Linked DNA regions of Mus musculus: all the other regions are linked to region 2. The links are chromatin contacts, called in public Hi-C and promoter capture Hi-C maps. All regions are on one chromosome and are shown on one strand. The core of a region is the stretch at or near the end of the contact, and the rest is flanking DNA. Distances in the headings are between cores, read along the strand shown. Region 1 holds the start of Dmac2l (distal membrane arm assembly complex 2 like). Region 2 holds the start of Klhdc1 (kelch domain containing 1). Region 3 overlaps Sos2 (SOS Ras/Rho guanine nucleotide exchange factor 2).

Region 1 (3,649 bases), core at 581-3,080, 480 kb before region 2:
CAGCGACAGTCTGTCCTGTTAAGCTGGTCTAACCCTAAAGATGAAGGACTACCATCAAGCACCGAATGGGAATTACATTGGTATGGTGACAAAGAACCACAAAGTTTTACAGTTATAAGGTCTTTTAAGTGACTGCATAGCTCTCATTTTTACAGTGGAGGAAACACAAGTGCCCTCCCCTGTGAGTGGCTATCTGGAGGCATGGACATTTAAAGCTCTCTCTTAGTCTAGTGATTAAGGAAAGGTTGAGCCAGGAAGTCTGCATGGGACTGACCTAGGCACATATGTTATACTTGTGTAGCTTGGTTTTCTTTTTTTTTTTTTTTTGTTTTTTTTTTTTTTAAGATTTATTTATTTATTTATTTATTTATTATATGTAAGTACACTGTAGCTGTCTTCAGACACTCCAGAAGAGGGGAGTCAGATCTCGTTATGGATGGTTGTGAGCCACCATGTGGTTGCTGGGATTTGAACTCAGGACCTTCGGAAGAGCAGTCGGGTGCTCTTACCCACTGAGCCATCTCACCAGCCCGTAGCTTGGTTTTCAAGTGGGATAAGCAGGAGCCCGCCTTTGGGACCCTTTTCTCCTACTGGGCTGCCCTGTCTAGCTTCAAGAGGAGAGAATGTGTCTAGTCTTATGCAACGTCACATACAGTGGCTGGTTGATATCCATAGGAGGCTGCCCCTTTTCCTAAGTGGGTGGGTGGGGGTGGGGTCGATAGTGAGAAGAAGGCTACAGCGCTTTGGATGCCTGCTTTTAAAAATTTGGCAAGAATTTGAGGTTGGGCCAGGACTGGGAAGTAGGCTCAAGATGAACACAGCTGAGGACAGAGTTATTTTGTATTTTGATGGGTCTTGATAAGACTCTGAATACAACTATCATGGCACCTTTGTTTAGGCTTTGTTCCTTAACTCTGTTTATGACTTAGGACTGACCTTATTCTTTGCATGTACTTAGAATTGTATAAAAGCAGACTGACTGGAGGAAAAATAACCTTGCTTCAACCTCAGAACGGGCTAGGGTTATGTTAATAGTACTGTCTAATTGTCTTTTTCTTTTCAATTTTTTCATCCCTCCCTGGAGAACCTGTTGACTGAGCTGGCTTAGTCAGGAAGGCCTGAGAGAAGGAAGGGGAAGCTGGGGCAGAGATGTAAATTAATAAAGAAAAGTTTGGGGCTAGAGAGATGGCTCTATGGTTAAGACTGTTAACTGGTCTTACCTGAGGGCCTAGATTCCCAGCACCCACATGGCAGCTCAGAATTTCCAGTTCCAGGCGATCCTGTACTCCCCTTTCTGGTCTCACAAACTCCTGCACATACCTGTTGCAATAAGCTCGCATAGGCACATATACAAGTCAATAATAGAAACCAAAAAAACAACACTAAATGACGACAGAGACCGAGCCGTCTACTTTCATCCAGCGCCTAGCTCAGCGCCCGATATTTACAAGCTGAGTCAGTGGTTGAATGAACAACCAACCAGGAGCCCCATGAAGGGCCCAGAAACCTGCGGGCAATCAGCAGGGTAGTGACAGGGAGCGGCAGGAGGTGGCTTAGTCCCCAGCTCCCGGGCCACAGCGTCGCCAACCGACCAGGAGGCGTGGCCGAAGGAGAGGCCGCAGGAGCCAGGGGTCACCCCGACATGCCCAGCCTTCTCTGGCGGAACAGCGCCGGCGTCCAGTCAAGCCTGTGCGGGCGGAGGTCCCGGAGAGTGGAACCACCACCCGGTCCCCGCCTTCGCCCTAGCTCCTCTTACTCACGGCGTGCTGCGTCCCTGCGCCTGGCCGGCCCTTCGCCCTCGGTCTTTTCCTTCCACGGCGCTCGCTCATTGGCCAGCGGAGACCACGCCCACGTCAGGCAAACGCGCGTGTTTCATTGGCTCTCGTCTGGGGGCGGGGCTGGAGAGCGGCGCGCTTCACCCTTAGAGTCCGTTCAGGTTGCGGGTGCTGGGGTGGAGGGAGGGGAGGTGGCGCAGGCCATGTGGCCGACCCTGCGCTACGTAGGCGGTGTCTGCGGACTGGCCCGGTACTGCGTGGCTGGGGGCTTCCTCCGCGCAAGTGGACCGGCGTCCGGGGTGCCCGGGCTACTGTGCGGGGGTGGCCGCAGAAGCTCCAGCACCAGGTAAGTGAGAGGCGGCGGCCTGCACTTGCTGTTCCGCTCAGGGATCTCCAACTGAACCTGTCTGTGTCCCCCGACTCGATGTCTCTGTCCCCGGCGAGGAAGTCCTGATTCTGTGGTCCAGCCTCGAATCCCAGGAGCTGCTGACCCGCAGGGTTCGTCCACTGCGTTTGTGCGCCATAGGAAAGGCAGTGTTGAGTTGAGGTCCGGAGCTAATCTGGCTCCGAATACACAACTCCTCTCCATTTCTTAACCACTCTAAAGGGTGACTGGTGACTAGGATCCTAGTCTGGCCCCTAGGTGGTCACTTTGAAGATTAAAAGACCTAGCACACTGCCAATAAGTATGCAGCTTCTTAACTATCATCCCCTGTGTTGCTTGGAAAATCCAGAACTTGGCTTCTGTGGGTCAGTTCCTTGCACACACTAGAGTTGTCCTCACTAGAAGCAACTCAGTTGCCTACTGTGAGCTGCCTAGGAAAGCTGGCAAATACAGTGTTCGGTGTGAAAGCTTTAAGGGCGGGGTGGAGGGGTGGGGGTGGGGGAGCTTTTGATTGTTTGAGACAAGGTAGACCATGCGAATGGATTTAGTGGCAGACCGAGGTGTGGCACGACCCTGGAGAGGGGCAGTGTTTTTGTTTAAGACGCGTTTAAAGCATGTTAAACGGTACTGGTTTGTTTTCCTTTGGCTGTCCTATGACTCCGGTGTAGATCAGGCTGGCCTCTAATGCCTCAAGCTATCAACCTGCCACTCCTTTCCTAGTGCAGGAATTAAAGGCACGTGCCACCCAACCTGCGCCACCTTAACTTTTGAGACTGGATCTCTCCCAATTTCTCTCCCTCTCCCTGTCCCCCTCCCTTTTTCCCTCCCCCTCCGTGTGTGTGTGTGTGTGTGTGTGTGTGTGTGTGTGTTTCTATCTGTCACTTGCTTTTTCCACATGGGGTCTCTCTTTGTATCCTGGCTATCTTGTTGACCAGGCTGTCCTTGAACTCAGAGATCTTCAGTGTCTGCAGGGATTAAAGGTGTTTGCCTCCACTGCCTCGGGGCAGGAGAGGGATGGGGTGGGGGATAGGGTCTCTTGAGGTGATTGGTTGGTTGCTCAGTAAGCACGAGGGATCTGCCTGTCTCCCTGCCCCTGATCCCAAGGTTACATGGGTTGAACAAGGAATGCCCTTACATAAAGGTGCTTTGGGTACAAACTCAAGTCCTCACTTGTATGGCAAGCACTTTGCCAATTAACCATTTTCTTATCCCAGTTTTTAAAATACTGATTATTTTGAAACAATTGTAGACCTATAGAAAGTTGCAAAAATTATAGAATGGTTTTATGTCACCTTCCTCCTGTCCCACCATTTGCCTTGGTGTTAATGTTGATACAATGCACACATTCAGGTTTTACCAAATTTATGTGCATTCTGTGTTCTGTGTATAGCTCTATACAGTTTAATCATATTTTGTGTAATCTCAGTTTGGGCATAGAAATGCTCTATTGTGGGCCTGGACACGGGTGCCCTCTAAGGTGTCAGGGCCC
Region 2 (3,875 bases), core at 701-3,200:
TCATGTATGGAGTTAAAGAGGAGCCATACAGAGCTGAGACACAGTGAGGTACTAGAAGATTACTGTTATTTTTGACACAATGTCTTGTGCTACCCTGGAACTCATTACAGAACAGCAAATGCCCTCCAGCTTCTCCTGCTTCCCCTGCTTCTGCCTCCCAACATCAGGGCTTACAGGTTGCTGCTGGACAACCTGCCTTGCAAAGTTATTATTTTAATCTTTTCCATTTAATTTACACCAGTGTCAACACAATCCAATAGAAACACAGCAGATCAAGTTTGGTAAGTCGGTGTCTTCAAGTGGCAGAACTTAAAAACACTAAAAAACTGTACGTGCTTCAAAAACTAATACTAGTGTTTCATAAACAAAACAAAAACAAAAAAAACAAAAACGAATTCAAAGCCAGGCCAGGAGATAACCACGAGTAACTGGAAACCAGAGGATGAGACGCTCAGGGCCAGCCTATGGTACTTGAGATCTGTGGGTTTGTCTGGTTGGTTGGTTGGGTTTTGTTTCTGGATGGGAGAGCTAGCTGTAGCTCATGCTCCTGTTTGTTTCAACACCTGAGAGGCACAAACAGGATGCTTATCCTGAATCCGAGCCTGACCTGGGCTACACATGAAATTCCAGGCCAGGCAGTGTGAGCTGCAGTCTGAGATCCTGTCTCAAATAATTAACAAAGCAAAATAAAGCTCCAGAATGCAGCCCCCAGTGTCACATGACCACTGAAGGGTCAATGCCTTTCTTTATAAAATGAAGATGTGGGGCACGAGAGATGGCTCTGTAGTTAAAAGCACTGGTTGCTCTTGCAGAGGACCTGGGTTAGATTCCCAGCACAATCTGTAATGCCAGCTCCTAACACCCTCTTCTGACCTCCATGGATACAGGATGCATATATATATACACACACATACATATATACATACACACACATGTATATATGCAAAACATTCATGTACATAAAATAAATTTTAAAAATTAACATTACAGATTAGACCCTAGTCGATAATCCCATATGATTAGGACATACCAGATATAGTTGGCACACAAAAAACCAATTTTTCTTTTTTTCTTTTTTACTTATACTGCACTAAATTAGGAATAAGCACACAAAACAACAAAACCCACTCGGACCTGATAATTCTTAACACACACAGTATGCACTTTATTTCGTTGTGTTACAGGTCTGTCATTTAAGGGCACTGAGGAGGTCAGAAGATGTTATCTTCTATTTGCAGAAGAGATTCCGTAGGGCTTATTTTCTAATCTGTAAACAAACGGGGTGGGCAGGTACACCTGAATTATTTTTCCAACTCGATAATCCTTGTTATCATCCTACGATCATAGAAACAAAACAAACACACATTCCAACCGCCATGGCAATACGAATTTTCAGCCACAAAACTCTGTGGTGGAGTGTTGCGAATACGAATCTATTTTGAGACTCCAGAGGTACTTAATTAGCAAAGAAATGCCACTAAAAATAGCTGATAAATTTAACTGCTTGGTGACTTCCGTATTTTGAGTAGCACGGTGGCAATGATACCAAACAACGCGGCACGACGTTCTGGGGTCCTCTCCAGTCCTGAGCCACGGAGGCTGGAGGGGTCACGCACCCCGAAACCCCGTTTTGTGGCTTTGGGAGCGGGAGCGATGTGGGCAGCACGGCAGGCGGCTCGCCTGGGAGCCTGTGGGAGTGCTGCGTCGCCGGCCGTCATCCCCCTGCCTCCGCTCCCGCGCCGCCCCAGCGCCCGCCCCTTCCCCTTACCACGTAGCCCCCCCACACGTAGAGGAAGTGTCCGTCCACCACTGCGCAGTGGCCGCTGCGCTCCTCGGCCACGCAGAACGCCTGCGGGTCCGCCATCCGCCCTCCGGGGCCCAGCCAGCTCGGCGCCCGCTCGCACGCGCGAACGGAACGCGAGGAGGGTCCAGATTGGCGGAGGCGGAACCGAGGAACCTGCGCGTCTGCGCGGCCACCGCCCCGGACCGGGGCCTGGCCGCTCCCGGGAGCACCGGGCGCTGCGAAGACACTGCAAACCTCTCCCTGAAGCCTCTCTGCAGCCACTGTCTGGGCTTCTTAGGGCTCTATTAATCAAGAATGGTTTCTCATGAACTTACTTTATGTATGTGAGTGTTCTGCTTGTATGTATGTATGTATGTATGTATGTATGTATGTATGTATGTATGGTGTACATCCTGGACCTGGAATTATGGGCAATTGTGAAATGTGGCTGCTGGGAATCAAACCTGGGTCCACTGCAAGAACAAATGCTCTTAACCTCTGAGCCATCTCTCCAGCTCCATGGTGTTCATTTGGAAAGTGAGCTTTCTTTTTCTTCTTCTTCTCACAACTGTACAAAGTATTGGGTTTATGAACCCCAACTGGGCCAGCTTATTGACCTGAGCATCCTCCTGGCTGTGTGTGTGTGAGAGAGATCATTTTTTAACACGAGCAGTGCTCCAATGCCAGTTCTGCTTCAGCCTCGGTAATACATGGTTTCAAGACGCATATGAGGTTTTTTTGCTTTTGTAGGGCCTGGGTGTCCCTGGTTTTCTTCACGTGTACTTCCGTGCTAATCGCTGTAGAAGGTGTTGGTACCTGAGGCACTGAGTGTTCTATTATTTCTTCGTGGTGATATTATGTGGGAACACAGGCACAATTCCCCTTTTCTAAACACGAAAGGAAACATTATTGTCTTGCATCTTTCATTTCCCACTTGTATACATTTTCTCTGGGGAGAGGAGCGAACCTCAAGTCTTCCTTGAAGAACCAATGATTTTAATTACAGTTACATGAGCATAGCTATTCCACTGAATAAAATGTCTCTGCCTAGCAACTGTTAACTGCCTACAAAAGCTGGGGGTGGGAGCTTGAAACACCCCCCCCCCTTCCTTGCAACTGTTAACTGCCTTTAAAACCACGGAGGGCAGGGAGCCCCTCCCCCAACCCTAAATCGCGGTGATAATTCTACAACCCACCACCTCTTGCCATCTGCCCCTCCACCTTCCACGATGGTCCCTGAGGCTTGGGTAGGATGCCCCTCTAGGGCTGGACATTCAATAGCACTTTTAACCAGTTGTCTCTACAGTAACGACTGCCCATTTAAAAACAGAAACCTCATTGACCAAAGATGACAACTACACTAGTGGACGGGTATAAAGACAACTATTTAGAAGGCAATTTGACAGACACATAGAACTTAGCAAAAGAGCAGCAGCTTTCAAAAATCTATGGTCTTCCCCCAGCCATGGGCTTTTGACCGGGTTTACAGAACACGGCACCAATTCCCCTCTTGTGGAACGATCCACAAATCCAGTCAGAAAATAATTGGCTGTACCCATAATAGTTTCTTCCCCAGTGGGAACATCAGGCCTGATGTGTTGATACTGTAGACTTCAGGATCCCCAGCAAGGTGGGGGCGTTGGTTACAGCTCTTCCCCAGCATAGTCCTTCCCAGCACGGTGAAAGCTGGCCAGGAGTAAGGACCAGATCAATCCTTCTGATTTTCCATGTTCTTCCGCAAAGACATGTAGTATGTAGTGTCTTTGGCAGTAGAGACTTGCCGTCTGTATTAATCTGGTCTCTAGCATAACAGAATTTATAGAATGCATCTCTATATATTGAAAGGGGATTTATTAAAAGGACTTACAGCCTGCAGCGCAGTTAATCCAAAAATGGCTGGCTGTGAACCGGAAGTCCAACCAGAAGTCCAAGAATCCAGTAGTTGCTTGGTCCACAAGGCTGGATGTCTCAGCTGGACTTTATTCTGTGCTGGATCCTGAAGTAGTAGGCTCTGACGCCAGTGAAGGAATGGACTTGCTAGCAAGGAGAGGGCAAGCAGGCAAAACCCAAAACCTTCTGTAAAAGCAATTAT
Region 3 (4,080 bases), core at 963-3,462, 400 kb before region 2:
AAATTAGCGGTGATGAAGGTAGTTTCTTTTTTTAAGGTTATCAGGACTTTTATATTTTAAATTCCCACATTTCACATAGAGTAAAAGCTAGTACTAGAAACATGATATAAATAGTCCCTTCTGTGGTCTAGGAATCAGAACCAGGGCTCTGCATGTGCCTGACAGGCGCTTTGCCACTGAGCTCTGCCTTCGGTTTCTTTACATTTATCCATGCTATTTATTTGGGAATTGTTTTTACACACGCACACAGTGCACCTGTGGAAGCTGGTGACACCTCTCAGGCATCCTGTCTCCATCCACCAGGGATCAGGGGACCAGGCTTGGTAACACACATCTTTACTTGCTCAGGCATCTCCCTTGCTCTGCTTATTTGAGACACATTTCACTGAGTAGCCCAGCTTGGCCTTGAACTCACTGTATAGCTGAGACCACCCTTAAAATCCTTCTGATTTAGGCTCTAATATGCTACAACCATCAGCACGCACCATCAGCATGCACCATCAGCATGCACCATCAGCATGCACCATCAGCATGCACCATCAGCACGCACCATCACACTGGGCCTCAGGTTTTCAGTACATGAAGAAACTAGCTTATTGCTTTTTTTTTTTTAATGGAGGGCTCCCTTTCTTTCTTCTCCTTTTTGTTTTTAAGGATTATTTATGTATATGTATGTATATAAGTACACTGTAGCTGACTTCAGACATACCAGAAGAGGGCACCTGATCACTTTACAGATGGTTGTGAGCCACCATGTGGGTGCTGGGAGTTGAACTCAGGACCTCTGGAAGAACAGTCAGTGTTCCTAACCACTGAGCCATCTCTCCAGCCCCAGTTATTGCTTTTTGTTTTAAAGCCATTGTCTCAGTATGCATCCCCAGCAGGCCTGAAACTTGTTTCGTAGGCCAGGCTGATCTTGAATTCATAGAAGTTCCCCTGCCTTTGCCTCCCAGTTATTGGGCTTGAAGGGGTGTATATTCATGCCATGCAGTATATTAGTAACTTTTGTAATTCCTGATGCTGGAAGACAGAAAATTACTGGTTTTGCAGAATCTGGAATTTCTAGAGTTGAGCATCATGGCAGGGAGGAGAGTTCTCCGTTTCCATCAGGAGGCTTTGTATACAGGAGGGTTGAGGTGTCGGGATCTATCCAATCAGTTGGTGAAAGGTAGTTTTAAGTAATGTTTATTTTATTCAGTTATTTCCCTTTCCTGCTTTTTAATGACAGGGTATCACTATATAACTCAGGCTGCCTAGTCTGGTGTCAGTCATGAGCTCCTCCTGCCTCTGGAGGGCTGGGATTTCTAGACATGAGCCATTACACATGCCCGAGTCTTTTATTTTTACAAAGGGAACACACAGAGCTGTTTCTGGAGTTTTAAGTATTAGTAACTTTGAAGACCATGCTTTGCTATCTTAAGACAGTTTGGTAGGACCTGGGCACCGCTCAGAACAAAGCTCCTGCCCTCTGATTACTCTGTTGCCGTTCTTCTGATTACAGAGTCATCCTTCCTGTTCCTAAGGGCTGCTTGAGGAACAGGCAGTCTTCCGTTCCTCCTTCCTCTTCCTTCCCTTGCTCTTTGTCCTCCTCCTATTTCTCATCTTCTGAGCACCGTTGGAAGAGCTTGGTCCTGAACAAGGGAAGCACAGCACTGGGGAAGATAGCAGAAGCCCCCATGTTAAGGGTGTGTGTGCTAGTGGGAGATGGAATGTCGCAGACAAGGAACTCAGGACAGTGTGACGTAAACAGTGTACCAGTGGATCCAGGGTACAGAGGCAGTAATCAGCACCTGGCCCAGTACACACTGGGGGTTGTCAGCCTTGGCTGCACGTGAGACTCACTAGGAAGTTTTAGAGAACACTGGTGTTTGCAGAGCTTTAAATAGCCTGAGTTAGACTCCCAAGCTGCAGTATTATTTGGAAAAACTATTTTTTTAACTGTAGTTGAGATCTATTACTCTGTAATTTAAAAACTGAGTTTTTCCACTTTCATTTCATTGTAGAAATTTGTCATTTTTATATTGACTTCTAAGATCAAGCTTACATACTTTTTATTACTTTGAAAGTGACTTAAGCTGATAGAAAAGGTAGAAGAATAGTATGAAGTACCCCATCGCATTCTGAGTGATTTTGAGAGTAAAGTACAGCTGACAGGAACAGTCCCTGAGGGATGGTAGTGACTGACTACCACATGGCCGCTCCTTGATGTTACCTGCCCTCAGTGACAGTTTGAGTTTAACTTTTTCCGTCCGTTGTCACCCTGCTTACTCCAGGTGGCAGACATCTGAATTCCTTAGGACTTTTCTAACTGAGATACTCTTTGGTTTTGATTTCTTCAACTCATGCTATAGATTTAAACATTTATCAGCATAACTCAAATTTAACCACAGAAATTTTCATATTGTTTCTAAAGTTATCACAATCAAGATACTTTAAAAAATCAAATTCTCGAATTCATTTTAGTTATCCTATCCAGCTTTTGAAAGTATAGATAAGTTTGAGAAACTTAAATTGCCCAATAAAAATATCTAAAAAGATTAAGATTTTGTTTGTTTGGTTGGTTTTGGTTTTTCGAGACAGGGTTTCTCTGTGTAGCCCTGGCTGTTCCTGGAACTCACTTTGTAGACCAGGCTGGCCTCGAACTCAGAGATCCGCCTGCCTCTGCCTCCCAAGTGCTGGGATTAAAGGCATGAGCCACCATTGTCTGGCTAAAGAATAGGATTTTAAACAAATTAAAGACTTCCATCTAGGTTTAAAACATACCACTTTTCTTGTTTTACCTTGTGTCCACTTCAAGAGCAGGATGTACTTAAAGAGCCAGCCAAAAACTGGGTATGATGGTGCACACCTGTAATATGAGCACTCAGGGGCCATAGACAGGAGGATTGCTGCAAGTAAGGACAACCTATTGTCCACAGCCAGGTCTCAGCTAACTTCAGGCTGAGTGTTAGTACTCTGTTTCAGAATGATAAAACAGCAGCAACCCCGAGAACCCACAAAAGGGAGGTGGTAGCTGTTGCAGGCTCACTTGCAACTGCTCATTTCTACTCTGGTAGCAAAAATAGCTATAAACAAATGAGCATGGGCTGTGTGCCAGTAAACTTCATGAAAATAGAGAGTGGGCAGGATTTGGCATGTATACTGTAGTTTGCTGATCCCGGTTTCAGACTTCCTTTTCACAGTCTCTTGTTTGTCACAAGAGACAGTCATGTGCTTAGCTAAACATGCAAATAACTGTATTTGTGATTCTGGTGATGGGAATGAGTTAATGAGAGTATTTGACACGGAATGATCTATAAATCTAAATGGGTTCCAAGAGCTCATAGACCATATGTTTAATAACCATTCGAGAAATCCGTTGATTTCTAAAGATGTTTAATTTTCTAGACAAAAAAAAGAGAACATATTTTTTACATTTAAAAATAAAAGTCGTATTTGACTGTTACAAAGTGTTCTGCACATCAGATTACTGAGAACAATCCCATCTCAGTAGTAACGGTCACTACTGAGGAAAGGGTTTATACCCTGAGAGCGGAACGTATGCTAAGGGAGATTGCTGCTTCCCATGGGAGAGAGGGAGGGTGCTTCTCTGGGGAAGTTTAACTTGTTAGCCTAATGGTAGGAATTGGGTTATCTGTCTTTTCCTTGCATGGTAATATTGTGTCTGTTTCAGTGCCCCCCTCCTCCCTCCCTCCCTCTCTCTCTATCATCCATCCATCCATCCATCCATCCATCCATCCATCCATCCATCCATCCATCACTTGTTTGTTTGTAATACTAGGAATTGAGCCAGCACACACTAAGCAAGCTCTGCAGCAGAGTCACATCGCTAGTCCTTTTTCTTTTATTTTGATAGAAGGTTTAACTGAAATTCCCAAGATAGCTTCATGTTTGTCTTGGAAATCGCTGAGTTGTAGGATTGTTGTCATGCCCAGCTTGACTTTGCTTATTTGTTCTTGTTTTGAACATGACTTCAGAAATGCTTTGTGTTGTGCAGGATTGTTTGTTTATTTGGGTTTTTTTGTTTTTTGTTTTGTTTTGTTTTGTTTTGTTTTGTTTTGAGACAGGGTTTCTTTCCTG

Evidence for each region. Hi-C and Micro-C count contacts between places; a contact is called where the count stands out from the background. Capture Hi-C pulls out chosen DNA fragments and counts their contacts.
Region 1: a promoter capture Hi-C map of adipose tissue shows a contact between it and region 2. The contact joins the promoter of Dmac2l here to the promoter of Klhdc1 in region 2. A contact is called at or near these places in 5 of 39 promoter capture datasets (the HPC-7 cell line, embryonic stem cells, hematopoietic stem and progenitor cells and 2 more), 1 of 484 Hi-C or Micro-C datasets (bone marrow-derived macrophages), 5 of 115 datasets of contacts at active chromatin or transcription factors (bone marrow-derived macrophages, embryonic stem cells, memory CD8 T cells and 2 more) and 4 of 9 other capture datasets (adipose tissue, embryonic stem cells, liver and 1 more).
Region 3: a Hi-C map of bone marrow-derived macrophages shows a contact between it and region 2, with 16 read pairs. The contact joins the enhancer-like site here to the promoter of Klhdc1 in region 2. A contact is called at or near these places in 1 of 39 promoter capture datasets (neural stem cells), 1 of 484 Hi-C or Micro-C datasets (bone marrow-derived macrophages), 2 of 115 datasets of contacts at active chromatin or transcription factors (large pre-B cells and pro-B cells) and 2 of 9 other capture datasets (adipose tissue and liver).

Annotation. Positions count from the first base shown.
Region 1 is chr12:69,723,126-69,726,774 of GRCm38.p6, reverse strand. Dmac2l (distal membrane arm assembly complex 2 like) reads right to left here and starts at 1,830. Exons shown (of 5, transcript NM_026536.2): 1 at 1,761-1,830. L2hgdh (L-2-hydroxyglutarate dehydrogenase) reads left to right here and starts at 1,901. Exons shown (of 10, transcript NM_145443.2): 1 at 1,901-2,121. The coding sequence starts at 1,979.
Region 2 is chr12:69,239,907-69,243,781 of GRCm38.p6, reverse strand. Klhdc1 (kelch domain containing 1) reads right to left here and starts at 1,950. Exons shown (of 13, transcript NM_178253.5): 1 at 1,769-1,950. The coding sequence starts at 1,864.
Region 3 is chr12:69,644,118-69,648,197 of GRCm38.p6, reverse strand. The region is part of intron 4 of Sos2 (SOS Ras/Rho guanine nucleotide exchange factor 2); the gene reads left to right. Among named protein-coding and RNA genes, the nearest start is that of Gm31679, 21 kb to the right of the region's middle. Within about 2 kb of position 2,212, at least 28 of the 459 cell types and tissues checked have an H3K27ac peak or open chromatin away from gene starts, as enhancers often do. A contact at or near this core is called in bone marrow-derived macrophages and neural stem cells, where this site is marked.